Linked DNA regions of Pan troglodytes: region 2 is linked to region 1. A link is a contact called in public Hi-C data. All regions are on one chromosome and are shown on one strand. Each heading gives the region's core, a stretch centred on a gene start, on an enhancer-like site or on the middle of the called end of the contact. The rest is flanking DNA. Distances are from core to core; before and after follow the strand shown.

The links. Hi-C and Micro-C count contacts between places; a contact is called where the count stands out from the background.
Region 2: a Hi-C map of stem cell-derived neural progenitor cells shows a contact between it and region 1, with 1.8 times the contacts expected there. The contact joins the enhancer-like site here to the promoter of LIPG in region 1. A contact is called at or near these places in 1 of 7 Hi-C or Micro-C datasets (stem cell-derived neural progenitor cells) and 1 of 1 datasets of contacts at active chromatin or transcription factors (stem cell-derived excitatory neurons).

What each region holds. Positions count from the first base shown.
Region 1 is chr17:59,631,581-59,635,093 of NHGRI_mPanTro3-v2.0_pri, forward strand. It overlaps LIPG (lipase G, endothelial type), which reads left to right and starts at 1,901. Exons shown (of 10, transcript XM_009433982.5): 1 at 1,901-2,934. The coding sequence starts at 2,640.
Region 2 is chr17:59,688,027-59,691,712 of NHGRI_mPanTro3-v2.0_pri, forward strand. No RefSeq gene overlaps it. Among named protein-coding and RNA genes, the nearest start is that of LIPG, 56 kb to the left of the region's middle. Within about 2 kb of position 1,530, at least 3 of the 24 cell types and tissues checked have an H3K27ac peak or open chromatin away from gene starts, as enhancers often do. A contact at or near this core is called in stem cell-derived neural progenitor cells, where this site is marked.

The sequences.
Region 1 (3,513 bases), core at 651-3,150:
GAGGATATACTCAGGCAGACAGCAGTGTCCCAAATCCCACTGCAGACTAGTCTGGGGGTGACTCCACTGCTGCCCCAGAGAACCAGAGCTGGCTGTCCATTGGCAGAGTGGCGTGGGTATGTGCTTCCAGCCTCATTAGCTTCCAGTTCAGAGTTCAGTTGACTGAGTTTGAATCGGGGACTCTAGCTGCAAGAGAGGCTGGGGCTGGGAAGGTGAGCAATTGCTTTTGAGCTTTTTTTAAGTGGAGAGTTGGGTCTTATCATAAGCAGAAGATTTATTCCTTTAACATTGGAAGGGTCTTTAGATGCTGGGCTGCCACATAAGGATGGAACCCTTTCCTTGTGTTGTCTGAGACCTTGAAATTTTGACTGCAACACAGCAGAAGTTCCACCAAGACTCCTCAGCTGGAACTCCTCCAGGCGAGAGGCTCTTCAGATCTCCTTGTTCTTGGGAAGGATGAAGCAGAACAGTTGACATCATACATTCTAATGCTACAATTATAATTTCATGATGTCCTTTGAAAATTCTCGCATGTTATTTTAATGTGGAGACACAGGAGGGCACTCTAACCAACTAGCAATAAAACCTAAATGGTTTCATAGCCTTGGCAGTTAAAAAATAGATGTTGATTTGTTGAACCTGTAAAACACAGGTTTTTCATTTATTTATTTATTTATTTGCAAAGGAGTTTCACTCTTGTTGCCCAGGCTGGAGTGCAATGGTGCGATCTCGGCTCACCACAACCTCCGCCTCCCAGGTTCACGCGATTCTCCTGCCTCAGCCTCCCGAGTAGCTGGGATCATAGGGATGCGCCACCACGCCCAGCTAATTTTTTGTGTATTTTTAGTAGAGATGGAGTTTCTCCATGTTGGTCAGGCTGGTCTCGAACTTCTGACCTCAGGTGATCTGCCCACCTCGGCCTCCCAAAGTGTTGGGATTACAGGTGTGAGCCACTGCGCCCGGCCGGGTTTTTCTTTTTTTCTAGGCAGGATAACTAACTTTGCAGGACTACCTTCCAACAATACCCTGCAAAATACCCTAGCTTCCGTGGGGGTATCTCACCTATAACAAAGGCTCTCAAGACACACTCTCCACATTATCCAGTTAATGTTCTAGGGACCATGGCTATGAGCAACTCAGAACAGGGAAGGAGTTTTTTTCTTCTGATGTCCAGGCTGGAGTGTAGTGGTGTGATCATGGTACATTGCAGCCCTGAACTCCTGGGCTCAAGGACTCCTTCCGCCTCAGCCTCCCAAGTATTAATAGCTTGCACTACAGGTGTACCACCTTGCCTGGCTAATTTAAAAAAATTTTTTTTGGTAGAGATGAGTGTCTACGTTGCCAGGGTTAGGGAAGAGGACTTTTGACTACAGCTTACCCCCTGCCTCAGCCACTAGACCAGGTTGCCAAGAGCTCACATTTAAAGGTCAATTGGCCAAATTGAACCTAGAGCAGAGAAGAGAGACCTGGTTGTCTTGAGACTTTCTTCAAATCTGCAGCCTGTCCCCATGACTCAGTTTTCCCATCTGTAAAATGGAGATAACATTAGACCTATGTCTGTATAGTTTCCTCATGAAGAGAGAGACAGAGTGGGAACAACATATCTGGGGGTGATATTTACCATCGCATACAGACCATTGAGTTCTATACTAAAAAACTAAAGCCCGTCTGCGTCTTGTTAATGAATGATAGCACACGGGAGGGACAAAGCGTGCTCTGCTGGCAGCTGGAGTAACAAAAGTAATGAGGCGAGGTCGGAACAGGATCTGCTGGCTCCGGCTCGGTTTCCTCACACAGGTCTCTCCAGTTGGATCCTCGACGCTAGGGAGGAAGGGGCACGGGACTGCTGTGGGGGTTTTCCCTCCCCAGGCAGGGGCAGGACCTGTTCCGGGCGACTGCAGGGTTAAGGGTATCGTCTTAAAGAGCCGGATCCTCCCGGCTGGAGCGAGGCTGGATGGCGGGGCGCAGCCTCTCAGCCTCTCGCACCCGCCCTGCGTCCGCAGTGGTTGTTGGCGCAGCCGCCCCGTCGGTGTTCCGGGCTCAGTCCCCGCTCCCCAGCGCCAGACGCAGACTCCGGGCCAAGTTCTCCCTCCGCTCGCTGCTTTCTGCCCCAGGACCCGGATCAATAAAGGGAAGGAGAGCCGGGAGGAAATGATGGAGAACAGAGAGAAAGGAGATGCTTGATTTCACTCGCCAAGGAGTGAGTGCTCATCGGCAGACACTGGGCGCTGGCCACGCGTCTTAGACTCCAAATCTCGGCTCACTGGTCCCTTTGGGGAGGTCGCCTGGTGTTCCCGTAGCCCTCCACCCCACCATAGGAGAGCGCCTGCCACGAGCTCCGCGCCTCGCTAAGTGCTTTGCTACGTGAACTCTTAGTTTTCCCAACATCCCTAAGCCGCCGATACATTATCACCCACGTACTGCGGACGAGAGAACCGCCTCGGAGAAGCTGGCTGGCTCGCTTGGAGTTTTGCAGCTAGTGGCGGAGCGAGCATTCCGAGAAGGTACTGTGCGATCCTCCAGCGCCGGCCGCAGCTCACAGCCCCTTAGCTCCGCCGGGTTATTGTGCGGCCGCGCCTTCTGCACCTGTTGCGGCCCTCGCTAGGCGGGAAGGGAGGGAGAAGAGAAGGACAAAGGGGATGACCAGGTGGCTCTCCCCCGACGGACTCCCGGCCCAGGGAGCGGATAGACCACTCCCAGAGAGTGTGTGGCTTTGCGCCTTGGAGAGGATGCTCTCCTTCTCCAGGGATCGCGTCCCCAGCGGACGCAGGGTTTCAGGGAAATGTCCGCCTCCGCCACTTGGGATGGCAGTGGGGAGAGGAGGATCTGGGTGTCCGGAGGAGGGCAGTGGGAGAAAGCTGGAGCTGCTGGAGTCGCAGCTGCCTGCGGAGCGGGCCCGGGAGGAAGCGGGGCCGAGCGTGCGGCGTCCACGCGGTGAGTGTGCAGCGCTTTCATTCAAACTTTCTCCAGTCTCGGTTCGGGCGTCAGCAAGGTGTGACCAATCAGAGCCCAGAGACGGGAATAAATTATGCAAATCACCATCTGGCGATGGGTCAGATGACTCCCATACTTTTAAAAACTACCTCTATAGGAGCGTGACAGCAGCGAGCCCTTGCCTCCCGGCGGCTCAGGACGAGGGCAGATCTGGTTCTGGGGCAAGCCGTTGACACTCGCTCCCTGCCACCGCCCGGGCTCCGTGCCGCCAAGTTTTCATTTTCCACCTTCTCTGCCTCCAGTCCCCCAGCCCCTGGCCGAGAGAAGGGTCTTACCGGCCGGGATTGCTGGAAACACCAAGAGGTGGTTTTTGTTTTTTAAAACTCCTGTTTCTGGGGAGGGGGTGTGGCGGGGCAGGATGAGCAACTCCGTTCCTCTGCTCTGTTTCTGGAGCCTCTGCTATTGCTTTGCTGCGGGGAGCCCCGTACCTTTTGGTCCAGAGGGACGGCTGGAAGGTAACGTGCATTTGTTTTTATTCCCCCCAGCCACTTCTCTGTGCTGGGTCCCCTCTGTCTTGCT
Region 2 (3,686 bases), core at 280-2,779, 56 kb after region 1:
CTGTCTGTGCCTAGCCTTGGGCTGGGCAAAGAGGTGTTGCCCCTAAAATACTTGTTGATCGGCTAGATAAATTGTAAGCTGAAAAAACAAAGTGGTTTTCACATTTCCTAAATTATATATATTGAAATTTGCCATTTCAATCTGACTCTGAAGGAAGCTCAGATTGGTTGTTTGAACAGGGAGCTCTGTGCTCTGGGTCCTTTTACTTTTGCAGTGGGATGTATTCCCAGACCACCTCCATCAGGCCCACTGGAGAGCCTGGGGATCCCAGGGCAATGTTGTTCCCCACCTGGCTCAGATCAGGCAGGGAGAGCATGTTTTGTGACTTGCTCAGAGCTTGTTCCAGGAAGTGTTCTTATATGCTGAAATGGAAGAGACCTTTTCTGATACACTGTTGCCAAATGGGCTTGGAGAGCATGAAAGAATTACAGCATCTTCAGAGTCTGTTTATAACTTCAGATGCAAAAACTACACTCTGTAAAGGGGAGGCCGTGCACTTTTTAGGAAAAAGCTGTGAATTAAGGAGTCAGGGGCTGGGTGCGGTGGCTCAAGCCTGTAATCCCAGCACTTTGGGAGGCCAAGACAGGTGGATCACAAGGTCAAGAGTTCAAGACCAGCCTGGCCAAGATGGTGAAACCCCATCTCTACTAAAAATACAAAAATTAGCCAGGCATGGTGGTGGGTGCCTATAACCCCAGCTACTCGGGAGGCTGAGGCAGAGAATTGCTTGAAACTGGGAGGCAGAAGTTGCAGTGAGCCAAGATCGTGCCACTGCACTCCAGCCTGGGCAACAGAGTGAGACTCCGTCTCAAAAAAAAAAAAAAAAAAGAGAGTCAGAAGACCTGAGTGGTTCTGCTACTTGAGATCCATGCATGCTTCAGCTACCCCGGTCTCAGTTTTCTCAACTATGAAATGGGAACGATAATACTTTTCCTAGCTTGTTTTGAGGATCAAATGAAATAAAAATGTGGAAGGGCCTGAGGAGCTGGCACATGCTGTTCTGATGTAAGAGTTGACTTTTTTGATTACAGACCAGCTGGACTCTTCCTACCTGATATCTGCTAAAGCAGACCACACTGGCTTACAAGGGGTGTGGGGTGTTTGTGGGTGTAGGGTGCTCTCTGCTCGATTTTGGGGCCCTCCAGCTTGGCAGCACCATCTGTTGCCTTATGTCTCTTGCCCATTCTTCCCTGAGCTAGAGCCAGTTGGGGCTTCAAAGCTGGCAATGTGGGGCTGGGTGCAGTGGTTCATGCCTGTAATTCTAGTGCTTTGGGAGGCCAAGACAGGAAGATTGCCTGAGCCCAGGAATTCGAAGCTGCAGTGAACTATGACTGTGCCACTGCACTCCAGCCCGAGTGAGAGCGGGACCTTGTCTCAAAGAAAAAAAAAAAAAGAAATTGCTGGCAATGTTTTTCTAATTTCTGCTGAGTGAGCAAACCAAGTGTTCCTGGGACTGCACTCCCAGTCCCTCCAGAAGGCCATTGTTGGGGAATGATCAGGAACTGGCCTTTATCTCTGCGACAGTTTATAGCCAGTCAGGCATTTTATTGTTTCCCCAGTTACGAGGTGATTGGAATGTGGCCATCTCTTCGGAGCACTCCTGGAGGTTGAATTAATAAAGGGGATAGGCCAGGGAGTCCTGTGCTGGACAATGGAAGCTGCAGACTTGGGATCGCACAAACTCCCAGAAGTTCTTTTTTTGGAAGGGAGGCAGCTGAGCTGGGAAGGGTTGAAAATCTGGAGTTCTCCTTTCGTATCTGGCTGCTGGGAGTGGGGTAGGTTGGGTTAGAAATCCCTAGGCATCATCTTGTTAAAACACTCCTGTGAAGCAGGCCAGTGCCAGGGCAGGGGGTGGTGGCTTCCTGGGGCCATCTCTGAGTGGTGGCTGAGCCAAAATGTTGGAACGAGGATGGTAGAATTCAGCCAAAATACAATCCGTTTCACACAGAGAGCAATTTTGAACAAAGATACAAAAATCAAAACCATCGGGTTTTTGCTCTTAAGGAACTTGCAGGAAAGAACAATGAACAGAGCCACTTGGATGGCTGTGATGCGTGGTGGAATGCAATAGCTAGTACTAGGGAGGTACCAACGCATGTGACAGGGGTTTAGGGTATTGTTGGGAGAGTCCCAGAAATCTGTGATGGGTGCCTGCACCAGCCCAGGGCATCTGCAGAGCCACACCAAGCCAGTTGTGCATTTCCATGGAGATCCATGTTTTTGCCTCCATGAGCTGGTAGCCTGAAGGCATGAATTCATCAGTCTGAGCTGTGAGAAGAACGCATCCTCCTAGAGCTCGAGCAGTCCCTCTGGAGAGAAGCTGCTATGTCATGGGCCAGATCCGATGCTTCCTAGGGCTGGCTACATGCCTTGGAAGGCAGTTGCCCAAGGGACTGCAAGTCTGTCACCCCTGTGATGCCTTAGACATTCTCCTTGATTTGAAATAGGCCTTCGCCAAAGAGAAAGACCCTTCCCTGCTAACTGTGCCCTGGATTCCACAACCTGCTCATCCCACCAAACGTTGTCTCCCGTATGTCTTTAACACCTCCCCTCTGGGCTAGCTTTTTCTATCTGCATTTAACATTTTCAAACCTCATTCATTTAAAAAAATGAATAAATAAAGCTCCCTCCCGCTGCCTTGCCTTCACAGCCCTATGTTGCTACCTTTCTGTTTCTCATACCTTCTGGAAGGTGTTTTCTAAACTTGCCCTTTCCACACTACCTTACCTCTCATTCGTGCCTTAACTCACAGCTGTCTGGCTTGTCCTTCTCCTCAGGACCAACACTGCTCTCAGTGAGGTGCCAAGATGCCTGTGGGTAGGGCCAATGTTCATCCTTCTAGATAGATTCTTGACAGAGGTCAAGACAATTCTCTTGACCTCTTTTTTGTACATGTGAAGGTTTGTTGTATTGGTGAACTCTTGTCCCAGGGGTTTGTTGTACAGATGATTTTATCACCCAGGTATGAAGCCCAGTACCCAATCGTTATTTTCTCTGCTCCTCTCCCTCCTCCTTCTCCCTCCTCCCACTTCCTCCCACTCTCCACGCTCAAGTAGACCCCAGTGTCTTTTGTTTCCTTCGTGTTCGTGGGGTCTCATCATTTAGCTCCCGCTTATAAGTGAGAACATGTGGTAATTTGGTTTTCTGTTCCTGCTTTAGTTTGCTAAGGATAACATCTTCCAGCTCCATCCATGTTCCCGCAAAAGACATGATTTCATTTTTTATGGCTGCATAGTATAATATTCCATGGTGTACATGTACCACATTTTCTCTCTCTTTTTTTTTTTTTTTGAGACAGAGTCTTATGCTGTCGCCCAGGCTTGAGTGCAGTGGCGCGATCTTGGCTCACTGCAATCTCCGCCTTCCTGGTTCAAGTGATTCTCCTGTCTCAGCCTCCCAAGTAGCTGGAGATTACAGGCTTGTGCCACCACACCCAGTTACTTTTCTATATTTTTAGTAGAGATGGGGTTTCACTATGTTGGCCAGGCTGGTCTTGAACTCCTGGCAAGTGATCCATCCACCTCAGCCCCACGAAGTGCTGGGATTACAGGCATGAGCCACCACTCTCAGCCATTTTCTTTATCCAATCTATCACTGATGGGCATTTGGGTTGACTTCATGTCTTTGCCGTTGTGAATAGTGCTGCAATGAACATTCGTGTGCATGTATCTTTATAATAGTTTATA